Linked DNA regions of Mus musculus: region 1 is linked to region 2. Evidence: chromatin contacts called from public promoter capture Hi-C data. All regions are on one chromosome and are shown on one strand. The core of a region is the stretch at or near the end of the contact, and the rest is flanking DNA. Distances in the headings are between cores, read along the strand shown.

The links. Promoter capture Hi-C pulls out the DNA fragments that hold promoters and counts their contacts.
Region 1: a contact with region 2 is called in a promoter capture Hi-C map of pre-B cells. The contact joins the enhancer-like site here to the promoter of Gmpr in region 2. A contact is called at or near these places in 12 of 39 promoter capture datasets (the 3T3-L1 cell line, the C10 cell line, the HPC-7 cell line and 7 more), 3 of 15 datasets of contacts at CTCF or cohesin (the NIH/3T3 cell line, embryonic stem cells and large pre-B cells), 2 of 484 Hi-C or Micro-C datasets (the G1E-ER4 cell line and bone marrow-derived macrophages), 15 of 115 datasets of contacts at active chromatin or transcription factors (bone marrow-derived macrophages, cardiomyocytes, craniofacial prominence and 9 more) and 4 of 9 other capture datasets (adipose tissue, embryonic stem cells, liver and 1 more).

The regions. Positions count from the first base shown.
Region 1 is chr13:45,035,790-45,042,286 of GRCm38.p6, reverse strand. No RefSeq gene overlaps it. Among named protein-coding and RNA genes, the nearest start is that of Gm23104, 13 kb to the right of the region's middle. Within about 2 kb of position 1,951, at least 9 of the 459 cell types and tissues checked have an H3K27ac peak or open chromatin away from gene starts, as enhancers often do. A contact at or near this core is called in the HPC-7 cell line and pre-B cells, where this site is marked.
Region 2 is chr13:45,504,955-45,511,176 of GRCm38.p6, reverse strand. It overlaps Gmpr (guanosine monophosphate reductase), which reads right to left and starts at 3,733. Exons shown (of 9, transcript NM_025508.5): 1 at 3,434-3,733. The coding sequence starts at 3,520.

The DNA of each region.
Region 1 (6,497 bases), core at 702-3,201, 470 kb after region 2:
CACAGCGATAGAAACTTTAACTAAGACAACATGCTATGTCATACATGTATGACAACATGCTATGTCATAAGTGTAGAATTCCGCAAGGCAGGTCTCTAGGACTGAACTCAGACTGTCGCACACTATTGTCTCGCCAGCAAGAACACACGCGGACAACCAGATCCTTCTGCAGCAATGCTTTATTACGCTAGCTTCAGCATGAGGAGGAAGACCCAGAGCCCCAAACAGGCGCTGCTTATATACCCCTTAGAGTGGCATGTCCACACCTGATTGGCTGCTTGCTCATAATCCCATTGACACGCCCCGGGATGGGCTGTGACTTGGCGCCAATACTCTTTCACACATGCGCACAATGCTTGTTTACTGGAAAATTCCTGCAGGCGCAGCGGAAGCCGGCGCCATCTTGTAATGGCGATTGCGGCTCTCCACATCAGACCATTAGGATTGGTGGCAAGCACCTTTGATCACAGCATCAGAAACAAGAAAGATCCTGTCTCAACAAGGTGAAATGCAAGAACCAACTCCTGAAAGTGTCCTCTGACCTCCACACACATGCCATGACCCTCCCCCCAACACACACGCATGTCCACATTCACACACATACACAAATAAAAATTTAAAAAGAAAAAGGAATTCCTGATTTCCAAAGGGATTCGTAGGACAAATTTACATAGCTGCAATCTCAGGTGAGAGACTTACATGGGAGGATTATGAGTCCAAGGTTGGCCTGGGATATATTTTACCTAAATTGGCCTTATAATTTTTTTGGCCTTATAATAATAAAAATATTACCTAAATATTTTTATGTTTTTTAAACACATAAAAAATTATAACTATAGATGAAAAAGTCAGTATGTCTGTCAAGATTTAAAACTTTGCCCCCAGATGAAAAAGCAAGCCACAAACTGGGAGGAAATAGTTGACAGAAGACTGAGATCTAGCAAGGATAAGCCATTCTTAGAACAAGGTGGTAAAAAGCACCTTAATGAAATGGCAAATGACTGTTGCAGACACACTGGAAAAAAAAAGCCACAGGTTTTGTGGGGGTGTTTAGCACCATTAATCACTAGGAAAAAAAATTAAAAACACAATCTTACTACACATCTACTAGAAAAGCTAAAAACAAAACAAACAAATAATCAAACAAACAAATGTCCTGGCATAATTGACCCACCTGGGGAAAAGAGAGAACTGAGTCTGGCAAATGTGTCCTCTAAGCCACACGTGCTCATGCACACACATAGGCACACGCCACAAATACATGTAATAAAAGGCTCACAAAACCAAGTATTAAAGGGGCCATGAAGCGCTCTCCTCCCGGTGCTGGTGGGAACGTGAGATGGTGCAGCTGCTTTGGAAAAGCTTGACACTGCTGTAAAAAGTTAAACATACAGGAGACGACCCAGCCATCCCACCCTTAAGCATTTCTCTCTAAGAAGTAAAAACATACATCTGCCCAGAATCCGATGCATGAATATTCATAACAGATTTATTTATGATAGCCAAAACCTTGCAGGGAAAAAACAACAGATGTCTGTAAGCAGGGAAAGAATAGAGGAATCTGCCCATCAGACACGAGAAGACCACTCGGTAGGGCAATTATCCCAACGCAGGCCACAGCATAGACACACTTCAATATCACTATAGCGTGTCCCAAAGAGACTGCTTCCTCATAGTCCCATTTAGATAAAACTGCAGAACCACACTGCTAAACTGTCCCAGCCTCTGGCCACATAGGTCTGCTGGCTCCCAAATCTGACTGGTCTAAACTGAGAGATGCTTTAGTTACTATCCGCTGCTGTGATAAACCATGACGAATTAGACTAATGGATGAATGACTTTATCTTGTCTTATGGCTCCAGAGGGAGAGTCTCGTAATGGCAGGGTTGACACGGCAGCAGAGAGCCAGAGCAGGGAGCTGGCTGATCACATTTTGTCACACAGGAAGCCAAGAGGGTACACAGGAAGTGAGTTGGCAGTATGAATTCTCAGAGCCTGCCCCCAGTGACATACCCCTGTAGCAAGGCAGAATGCACCATTTTCCCAAACAGTATCACTAAATGGGAACCAGTTGTTCAAATACCTGAGTCTATGGGTGGACATTTTTCATTCAGACGATCACGCTGTGAGTGTCAGTTTCCAGACTTGATATTAAAACAGTGTGTAAAGTGTCTCATTAACAGTTTCACACTGATCTCGCCCCAAATTAATTAGTATCTTGATATTTGTATTATGTTACAGGAAGTATGTTATTTAAGTAAACGTAATTGGCCAGCAATATAATAAGAATTAGATACAAATGACCTTCACACTAAGAAAAAGTTAAAAAAAAAAAAAGAAATTCTCAAATTTGTTCTGGTGGGAGGGTTTCTGTTATTTGAAATTTTTCTCTCTTTTTTTTTTTTCTTCTGTTTAAAACTCCAGCATGGTGGTGGCATAGCCTTCTGCACTCAGGAGGCAGAGACAGGCAGATGTATGAGTTCGAGGGCATCCTGGTGTACAGGGTGAGTTCGAAGACAGCCAGGGCTACACAGAGAAAGCAACCACCCCAACAAAAACCTTCCCATAATTGAGAAAGCTGGTCATGGTGGCACAAGCCTTTAATCCTAGCACTCAGACCCCTGCACTCAGGAAGCAGAGGAAGATATGTGAGTTCAAAGCCAGCCTGGTATATACCAGTGTGGTAATTCTAGGGTCAAATGATGGAAGGAGCAGGTCTATAGAGACGTTTTAGCGTTATGAACATTTCAATTAATAGTAGACTGTCTGAGATAGCAAACGTCATATGCTGAAAAACCACCTTGGGAAATTAGCTGTGGTGCCTCCCTCATATATGGCTGACCAGCCTTTCTTAACCTGAATCTATCGTTGCAAATGGCCTTACATGTAACCAATAGCCTATGCCAAGACCTAGCCATGGAAACTTAGAACCCCACCTACCATCCCAACCCCACTGCGATTTAAATGTAGAATGCTTCACACAGACTATGTGCCTGAATGGTTGGTCCCCAGATGGCAGCGCTGTTTCGGAAAGTTGTTGTATCTTTAGGAGGGAGGGTGGCTGTTTGCCGCACAAGCCTGAGAGCCTGAGCTCTCCCTGGAACTCTTGGGTCTGGAGAGCACTGATGCCACACAGGTATCCTCAGACCTCCGCAGATCCTGTCCTCTGACCTTCCAACCCTGACTTAGAAAAGTAACGTGGAGCAGGATGGAATAAGATATTTAGGGTTGACTTCACACACACATACACACTTTCATACACACATATACACACTCACACACACATACACACAAACACACACATATCCACTCTCATACACACATGTACACACACACACACACACACACACACACACACACACACATACATACACACACACACACTCATACGCACATACACATGCATACTCACATATACTCACACATATACACATTCACATACACATTCACTCTCTCTCACACACACACACATGTACACATACACACTGATACACACACTCTCACACACATACACACTCTCACACACACTTATTCACACATATACACACTCTCATACTCACATGCACACACTCTCACACACACATACATACTCACTAACACATACATACACACTCTCATACACACATGCACTCTCACACACACATACACACTCACTAACACATACATACACACTCTCATATACACATACACATGCTCACACACACACACTCACACATACACACACACTCTCATACACACATACACATGCATACTCACATACACACACATATACACATTCACATACATATGCACTCTCTCACACACACTCTCTTACACACATGCACACACTCATACACACTTACATACACACTCACACACACTCTCATACACACATGCACACACACACACATACATACTCACACACGTACTCTCATATACACATACACATGCACACTCACATACACACACATACACACACACACTAATAATTTATGAAAAGAAACAAACTGAGCACATACTTCTAGTCTCATCACTCAGGGGGCTGAAGCAGGCAGATTTTCATAAATTAGAGTTAGCCTAGTCTACATAGCAAGTTCCAAACCAGCCAGAGCTACATAATAAGACCCTGTCTCAGACAGAGACAGACAGAGAGAGACAGAGAATATCTCCAAACCCAAAGGAATACTCAAATGAAGAACTATAAAACTTTTAAGCAATATAAATTCATCTATTAATGTTCTATAAGCATTCCTTTTTCATTAAAATTACTTTAAAATAGCAAGACTCTAATCAATGGCTGTCAGCCGGAATCATCAGACACTTGGAAAAACTTGGCTTTGGCCTCCATTGTACCCAGCCAACTTCATTATGCTTTCTGCCTGGTAATTATAGATCTTATTAACAAAGATGGGTTTGATAACTTAAAAATAATAGACACTGTGAATTGCATGCTCTCCCAAGGGCGGAAAATTTCACACATTTCACACACCAATGTGCAAAACATGATTTTGTTTGTTTAACTCAGGCAACTGGAGTTCTTTAAATACAGTGAAAGTCTCCAATTTCATACTGATGTGAGCTGCACTTTGTGAGCTCTGAGGAGATGAAATGGTTTGTCACAAAGACATCATCACACCCCTTTCTTCTTTGCACAGAGGTCAGCCCATGGATAACAAACACAGAAATACACAGAAGAATTCCCAGGCAGTAGCCTATCCTTTTAATTATTATGACCATGATTGTGTTCAACAGAGAAAATAAAGACACACACACACAGTAAAAAGGTAAAAAATCAAAAATTACTTAAAAATCCCACAATTTAAAAGAGCTCCACTTTTTAAATTTTATACTATACTTATTCAGTGTGGGTGTGTGGTGTGTGTGTATATGTGTGGTGTATGTGTGTATGGTGTGTGTAGTGTGGTGTGTGTGTGTGTGTGTGTGTGTGTGTGTGTGTGTGTGTTGAGAGAGAACATGCTTACACATGTCTTCACCTTCCACAGCATGGCACAGATTTCAAGAACAACCTGAAGGAGACAGTCCTCTCTTCCCACCCTGTGGGGCTCAAAGATGGAACCCTGGTCTTCAGGTTTGAAGACAAGTGTCTTTGCCCACTGAGTTATTTCTCTGGCTCACAATTGTTAATACTTTGCTGTATTTTATCCCATTGTTTTTATAAGCACATTTCTCAAGAGTTGAGATAATTTCATATACAGCTTTTTTTTCATTAATGCAAGCCTGTGCATTTTGAGCACTTTCTATTTTTATTCAGCTCTTGGTAAACATAATTTTAATGTCTGTGTCTTCTACAGTATGAGTTCCCATCATTTACTCCACCCTTCCTGGTTGATGGACATTTGGATATCTCACTTTCCCACCATTAGCTACCTGCATCGTGGTGTTGGCCTGGCATCCCAGCTGCTATGGAGGTAGAGGAGGTGGATCATAAATCCAAGGCCCATCTGGGCAACGTGGTGAGATCCTGTCTCAAACTAAATAAAACGAAGATTGGGGCATGTAGACCTGTGGTAGAGCTCCTGCCTGGCGTGTTCTTACTCTGTACCCAACTCCCAGTGCTGCAAAAACTGCAAGTCAAGAAGGCTGGGGCAATTAGTCAGTGGCTAAGGAGCATGCAATGACAGCTTAAGGACCAGAGTGTGACTCTCCAAGAACCCAAGCAGATGCCAGGTGGCTGTGGCTGATTGCCTGTAATTCCAGCTTCCCTGGGAGTTGGGAACTAGGCTCCTCAGCACAAGCTGACTAGCAAAATGAGCCATATCAGTGAGCCCTGGGTTTGATTAAGAGCCCCTGCTTCAATGAGTAAGGCAGCAGAGAGATCCTAAATGATACTGACATTAACCTCGGGCCTTCACACACCTTCAGACGCCTTCACACACTCATATGTACAGTCCCACACACGCACACCTACACACACATGGAAATGGAAAAGGGAAAGGAACCCAATATGAGACGACTATTCATCCACATTACACGGTGAACGTGGGCCCCGGCTTACAAAGCGACATGGGGAATAGTTTCCTGTTAACTGAGACCTAAACTATCACCTAAAGTCATCCTATAGAACTACCAGGTTGAATGACATAGGTGTGTTTAGAACTCTTAGCACATACAAGCAAATGGCTTTTCAGAAGGCCATTCCAGGTTGCAGTCTACCAACACAGGACTGACACTGGGTATGTATATTCTAGGGTCAAATTATTTGTCTGCATTATTTTGATTTGTGCTTTTAGATTACTTGTGAGTATACTCCCCGGGCATGATAACTCTTGATGTAAAATGTATACAACACAAATTTTTTTTTGCAGACATGTTTACTTTCCTCTGAATTGACATGGTAACTTTTGTAGAGTTTATTTTTAAGATTCCATCATGATTTCCATTCTGGAGTCAATGATAATTGATCTTGTGTTTTGTGGTGGTGGGTGCTGGGGTTTATTGAGTTGATTTCATGCACGCAAGTGCCTTGGCTGCATGTCTATGCACCACCCGCATGTCTG
Region 2 (6,222 bases), core at 2,484-4,983:
TGGTACTGAACTCTTAACCCTAGTACCTGTGAAATGGAACCTTATTTGAGAATAGTGGCCAAGTTAAGTTGAGGTCACCTAGGGTTTAGAAAAACCCTTATCAATGTTCTTATCAAAAGGGAAACACTTGGACACACGAACACCAAAGGAGAACAAAGGTGAAGTTACAGGGCTGAAGTTAGGGGCTAGATTTGGGCATTTACATGTTGAGGAGGGTCAAAAGTAGCCAGCAAGAGCTGGAGACATTCGTGGGAGGTACTGACTGCCTCACAAACAGCTCTCAAAAGAAACCTACCCCATAGACACAACTCAGAGACCACCAGCCTGCCTAACCAGGAAACAAACCAGCCTGATGGTAGAGCCACCTCTTCTGTAGTTCCCAGTTGGAGCAAGCTCTCGACACAATGCCAAGGTAAGAAAATACACAGGATCAGAACTGAGACTAATGGAGCCCCCTTTTACTGTAGATTCTCTCCACTCTGTCCTGTTCTCTGTCCCCTGTGGGCCAGCCTGTCACAGATGGGGACTGCTAGACCTATCTCTCTTCAATGGTCCAACAATCGTGATAGGGTTGTAAGCGGATGGAAGGCCATTTGCATGTGCCCTGTCCTAGGACAAGCAGATGGCTCTCTACAGTGCATATTCTCCAATCCCAACTTTCAAAATCTGGTGTTCACATGTTCAAAGTTAAAAACAAACAAACAAACAAACAAGCAAATAAACAAACAAACTCTTGTGGGCCCAAGAGACGGCTCAGTCACTAAGGCGTTTGCCATACAAACATGAGAATCTGAGTTTGATTCCCCAAAACTCAAGTTAAACAGCTGGGTATAGAGGCACACTTATAATCCTCAGGGTTGGGGAGGCAGAAACAGGCAGAGTTCCCTGGAGCTTGCTGGCCAGCCAGACTAGACTGCTCCACGAGTTCGGGGGGGGGGGGCGGGGGGTCAGCAAAAGTTCCTGCTTCAAAAATGACATCATAATAATCTTTTAAAAGGTGGACAGTGCCTGAGTGTCTGAGGGATAACACCAGAGGCTGACTTTTGGTCACCACTAGTGCATCTGCACACACACGTGTGTGCATATAAAGCATGCATAAATATGTTCACACAAGCAGAAATTCTTACTTAAGAACTGGGATGGGGTTGTTAAAGCCAGTACTGGGTCCCATGGAATGATGGTTGCCTCGTGTGTTTCAGAGAAATCCAAAAATCTTAACTCAGGCAACAAACCCTGTGGCACTTCCATCTTTGATACCTTGAGCTAGATAGACTTGGGAGATGACTAGCCTGCTCCTCCATAAATGCATTGCCTAGTTGCAACGACTCTCCCTGTCCCCCTGCCTCTGGAACAAATTTCATTTCCTGTAAGCTGATGAATCAGGTCTGGTTCTGAACAAACTGCTGCATTGGTAAAAACCCATCCCTGCCAGGTTCTGTTCTAGTTGGTATCCATTTTCTCTTATGCCTCCCCCTCAAAGCTGTTGAAATGTTAATTGCCTATCTACCCCACTGTTTCCAATCCGCTTCTACATATTATTTCTACCTGGGCGAACTCACTTCAAGCCCCTGGTTGTGCCTGCCTGATAGCACGAGAAACGCTGAGCTGGAACGGTAGAGAGGCCAAGGCAGCCCCTTCTGCAGTGCCAGGCAAGCAAGTGGCATTATGTGAGCTCATCCACCAGGCAGGAGTGGCCAGCCACAGGAGGCTAGACCACAAACAATCGGAAGAGCCAATCCAGGTAGTTCTCTCACAAAAGCTACAATATGAGACAACAGTCCTCTAGGGCACAATTCTCACTGTGACAGGTATACACAGATTCCAAGATTCAACCCAGGCTGGGACATTAAGAGAGGCCATCAGCCCCAAACCAGGGGTTGCATGACATCATACGGCTCACGTAAATATTAACACTGCCCTTTCTCAAGAGCTTTGCTAGTTCAGAAAATGCATAGACCCTTGCTGTGGATGGATAAACGTGTATGTGTTTATAAATAAGTGGCTCATGTCTAACTAAAATTTAAACAAACATTAAAAAAAAAAACAGACAAACACTGAAGCCACCAAATTATTAGTCAGCCTAGAATGCAAACACTTCATCCTGACCTGGGTTTAGGAATTTACTGGCTCCTAGTTTCTATTCAACACTCCGGGGGTAGGGGTGGGTGCAGGGGGGGGGGTTCTCTAGTGTTTATTTTTGTTCCAAGGGTTTGCCCTGTTTTTTAGCATCTGAAAGCACAGGATGACCAGCAGCCCCAGTGGCATCTAATCTGGATGGGTAAGAGTCCATCACTCCCCCTTAACCCACCCCCCAAGTCTTGCCTGGTCCAGTTCTGCCTCCAAGCTGCCAATACCCCTGCTTCAGGAAAGTTCTACTCTCTCATTGGCTAGCCCAGAAGGCAGTCCTAATTCATACCAACCCTCAGCTGGCAGCTGCAGGCACTGCAGTCGGGCCTGGGCACCGGAGCGAGTTGTTTGCTGAGGGGATTTATTTATGGTCTTGTTTGTTGAGCAAAAGGGATGGGGCGGGCAGGCAGGCTTAGCTTCCCCCAACCCCCGCCCCTGTCCTTTCAGGCTCTTCCTCCTGAACTCCCCCCAACAGAGCCAAGCCACGGTTCAGGAACAACTCCACCAGCGAGCTCCGCCTTTCTAGAAAACTATTTATCCTTCAAGGTCTGACCTCGGCCGTCTCCCGTCTCCACCTGTTCCCAGGCGCTCATCTTATCATGGTACAACTAACTTCCAAATGGCCCAAATGACCCTCACCCCAGCGCTGTCCGCTTGCATTACTCTGGGCTGGAACTGCAAGCTGTCCAGTACCGCAGAGTGCCACCAAAAAGCAGGTCCCCAGCTCAGCTCCTGCAAGACCATTTAAACTCAAGAAAAAAAAAAAGAAAGAAAGAAAGAAAGAAAAGAAAAGAGAAAAGAAAAGAAGTGCCTGCCGGGAGCGCCCGGCTTTTCCGCCCGGTTCGCAGACACAGGACCTGATGCTAAATCAGCAGAGGCAGGTCCCAGCGCCAGGAAACACTGTTCCAAATTCCAAGCTTGAATCTGCAGTTGTATTTCCCTTCCTTTCATCCTAGCCCCACTGTTTCCTCTCCTCCCCGGAGCGCCTCTCCTGAGACCATTCCTTTTAAAGTCACTGGACATTCGGTTGGTTGATCTTAGCTCCTCTGTGTCAGTGTGAACTTCCCCAAGCCCACCACCGGTAGGCAGACGCATTTATAATTCCAGGCCCGAACTAGCACCCCCTTGTCACTGGCCCTAACTAGAGACAATCCAGGTGTAAGAGAAAACCGACTGGCCTTCCCCCTTTCTCAGGTGGGGGAAAGGGTGTGACGCCCCTGCCTCGGGCACAATTAAGGCACCCTGTGCCTCCCTTTGCACCCACTTCCCCCTTGCCAACCCGAAGGCGGTATGCCAGCGGCCCCACCTCGGATCGGCTCTTGAGGCTGCTCCGCTTAGGTCGCAGCAGAACATCCTTGAAGTCGAGTTTAAGGTCCGCGTCTATGCGGGGCATGGTGCTAGCGGTGCGCGGTAGCTTCCTGCGGCGGAGGCGGTGCGAAGGCCGGCGTCAGCCGGGAGCTGCGGGGCGCGTGCGTACAGTGGCGCCCGGGTGGCTGTGCGCAGACTGGTGCTCCGCGAACCCGGTGCGCACGCCTTGTTCTTATGCCCGCGCACCCGGAGCCCCCAGCTCCGTTCCCCAACGCCAGGCGCCCCAAGGGAGCGCCCCGCCCCCGGCTTCCAGGTCCCGCCCACATCCCGGGTCTCTGAGCTGAGCCCCGCCCCGGGCCCAGTTCTCTCTGCCTAAGCGCCCCCTCCTTCTGCTTGAGTCTAGCAGTGAGCCTGGATTCTGCCATGCAGCACCCTAGAGAGCTCTGACCTGGGCTGAGCTGCGAAATGGGTGCGGATTAGACTTGCACAAAGTCTCCCATTCCCCGGGGTATACCCTGATCGTACTCATAGGGGTGACCAAAGGAGAAGGTTAGGAGACCAGAGAGTACGTTTTGTTTTGTTCCGTTTTGTTTAGGACCGGGTTTCACTATGTAGCTCTTGCTGTCTTGGAACTCACTATGTAGACCAGGCCTGCCTCAAACTCACAAGAGATCTGCCTGCCTCTGCCAAAGACATGAGCCACTAAGCCTGGCTGTAGAGTATGGCCTTCATATGTGTTCCAAAGTGAATTCCCAAACCCCCTCTAAGGAGGGAGAAGCAGAGAGCTCACTGACTTGGTCCAAAATGATAGTCAAATGCTTAGCTCCTGCTGAATGCTGGCAAGGTAGACAAAAAGATTGCTGGAGATCAGAGCTCACATGCAGGATTCTTTCGGAATACGTGAGAAAGGGCCACCTTCTTTGGCATATACCCATGATTACATATCACAGACCAAAGTCAACCTCCAGGCTCCTCTGGTAACACACATTTGTAAGAAATGTCAAGGCCCCTGTGATAGAGAGCCTTCTTGTTCTCACCTCCCCAACTCACCCTCCACTATGCTAGTTCCAAGGCTGTTCCAGCTGACCTGCTCTCCCACCTCCTCCTTGTAGAGGGTAGGAGTCTCTCATCATTTTTGCTATTCTTCTCCCCCCCCATTATTTTCTCTATCCTCCCCACAAAAAGCCTATCCACAACCAGTCTTCTTTTCCTCTCTGCTCTGGACTCCTCCAGGTGCCTCTGGCTGTTCTTTCTTTCTTATCTACAATAAAAAGTGTGGTGGTTTGAGCAGGAATGGCCCCTATGGGCTCCCATATTTGAATGCTTAGTAATCAACCTGTGAACAGTGAACCTTTTTGAAGAGATTAGAAGGATTAGGAGGTGTGGCCTTGTTGGAGGAAGTATGTCACTGGGGGGTGGGGGGTGGGCTTTGAGGCCCAGGGTCATTCCATCTGCTTGGCATGCTGTCTGGCATAATGGTAATGGACTAAGCCTCCAAAACTGTAATCGAGCTCCAAAGAAATACTTTCTTTTATAAGAGCTGCTTTGGTTGGTCCTTCACAGCCACAGAACGGTGACTAAGACAAAAACCTTCTCCAGAACTAATGAAAACTCACCATCCTGGAGCTTTCTTTACTGTGCCCTTACTTACAAAAGGCTAAAAGTTTTGGCTTCCCTAATTCCCCTCTCAGTGTGCCCACCAAGTGTTGAGACAGGCCTCCAGTGTGCTCAAGAAGAAACCATTGGGTGATTATCCAAAGAGGGGGTGGGTTTGAGACTGTGTCAGTCAGTGGCAATGAGCATGACCAGTGTTCCAGCTAAAGCAGAAAAGTGTGTATGTGTGTGTGTGTGGGGGGGGGGGGGGGATGAACACAGGAGCAGAACAAAACAAAACAAAACAAAACAAGGCTTACGTAAATGAAGTGTCTTGGGGCCTCTGTCTAGGTTGAAAACTTGGTCACGTTCCAGTTGGGTGACCTTGAGGGTATCTGACTCAAGTATTTTCATAGGTTAAAAGGAAAGGTTAGGGCATGGTGGTGGCGCAAGCCTTTAGTCCCAACACTCAGAAGAAAAAAACTGGCAGATCACAGATCTCTGTGAGGCTGGCCTCATCTACATAGTGAGTTCCAGGACAACTAGGGCTACATAGAGAGATCCTGTCTCAAAATAAATAAATAAATAAATAAATAAATAAATAAATAAATAAATAAATAAAATTTAAAAATTGTTAGGGTTGTTACTGCTGCAATGAAACAGTATAACTAAAGAGCAGGTTTGGGAGGAAACAGTTTATTCAGCTTATACTTCCACATCACAGTTCATCATAGAAGGAAATTAGGACAGGAACTCAAACAGGGATGGGATCTAGAGGCAGGAGCCATTGCAGAGGCCATGGAAGGGTGCTGCTTACTGGCTTGCTCCTCATAGCTGGCTCAGCCTGCTTTCTTATAGAACCCAGGACCACCAGCTCAGGGATGGCACCACCCACAATGGGCTGGGCCCTCTCCCATCCATCACTAATTAAGGAAATGCCTAACAGTCATTACAGACCTTACAGACCACAATCTGATAAGACAATCCTAAAAGCTGTTCTGGGGCATGTCCTTTTACTCTAAAGGTAGTTTTAGGTATCATATCAATAGATCATATTGATATCATTGGTATCATAGAAAATTGCAGGTCCACAGCCAGAGAAGGAGAAACATTTTAAACAAATGTCTTGAATTAGTTTTCTATTGCTGTGATAAGACACCACAATTAAGTTAACTCACAAAAGAATAAGTTTAT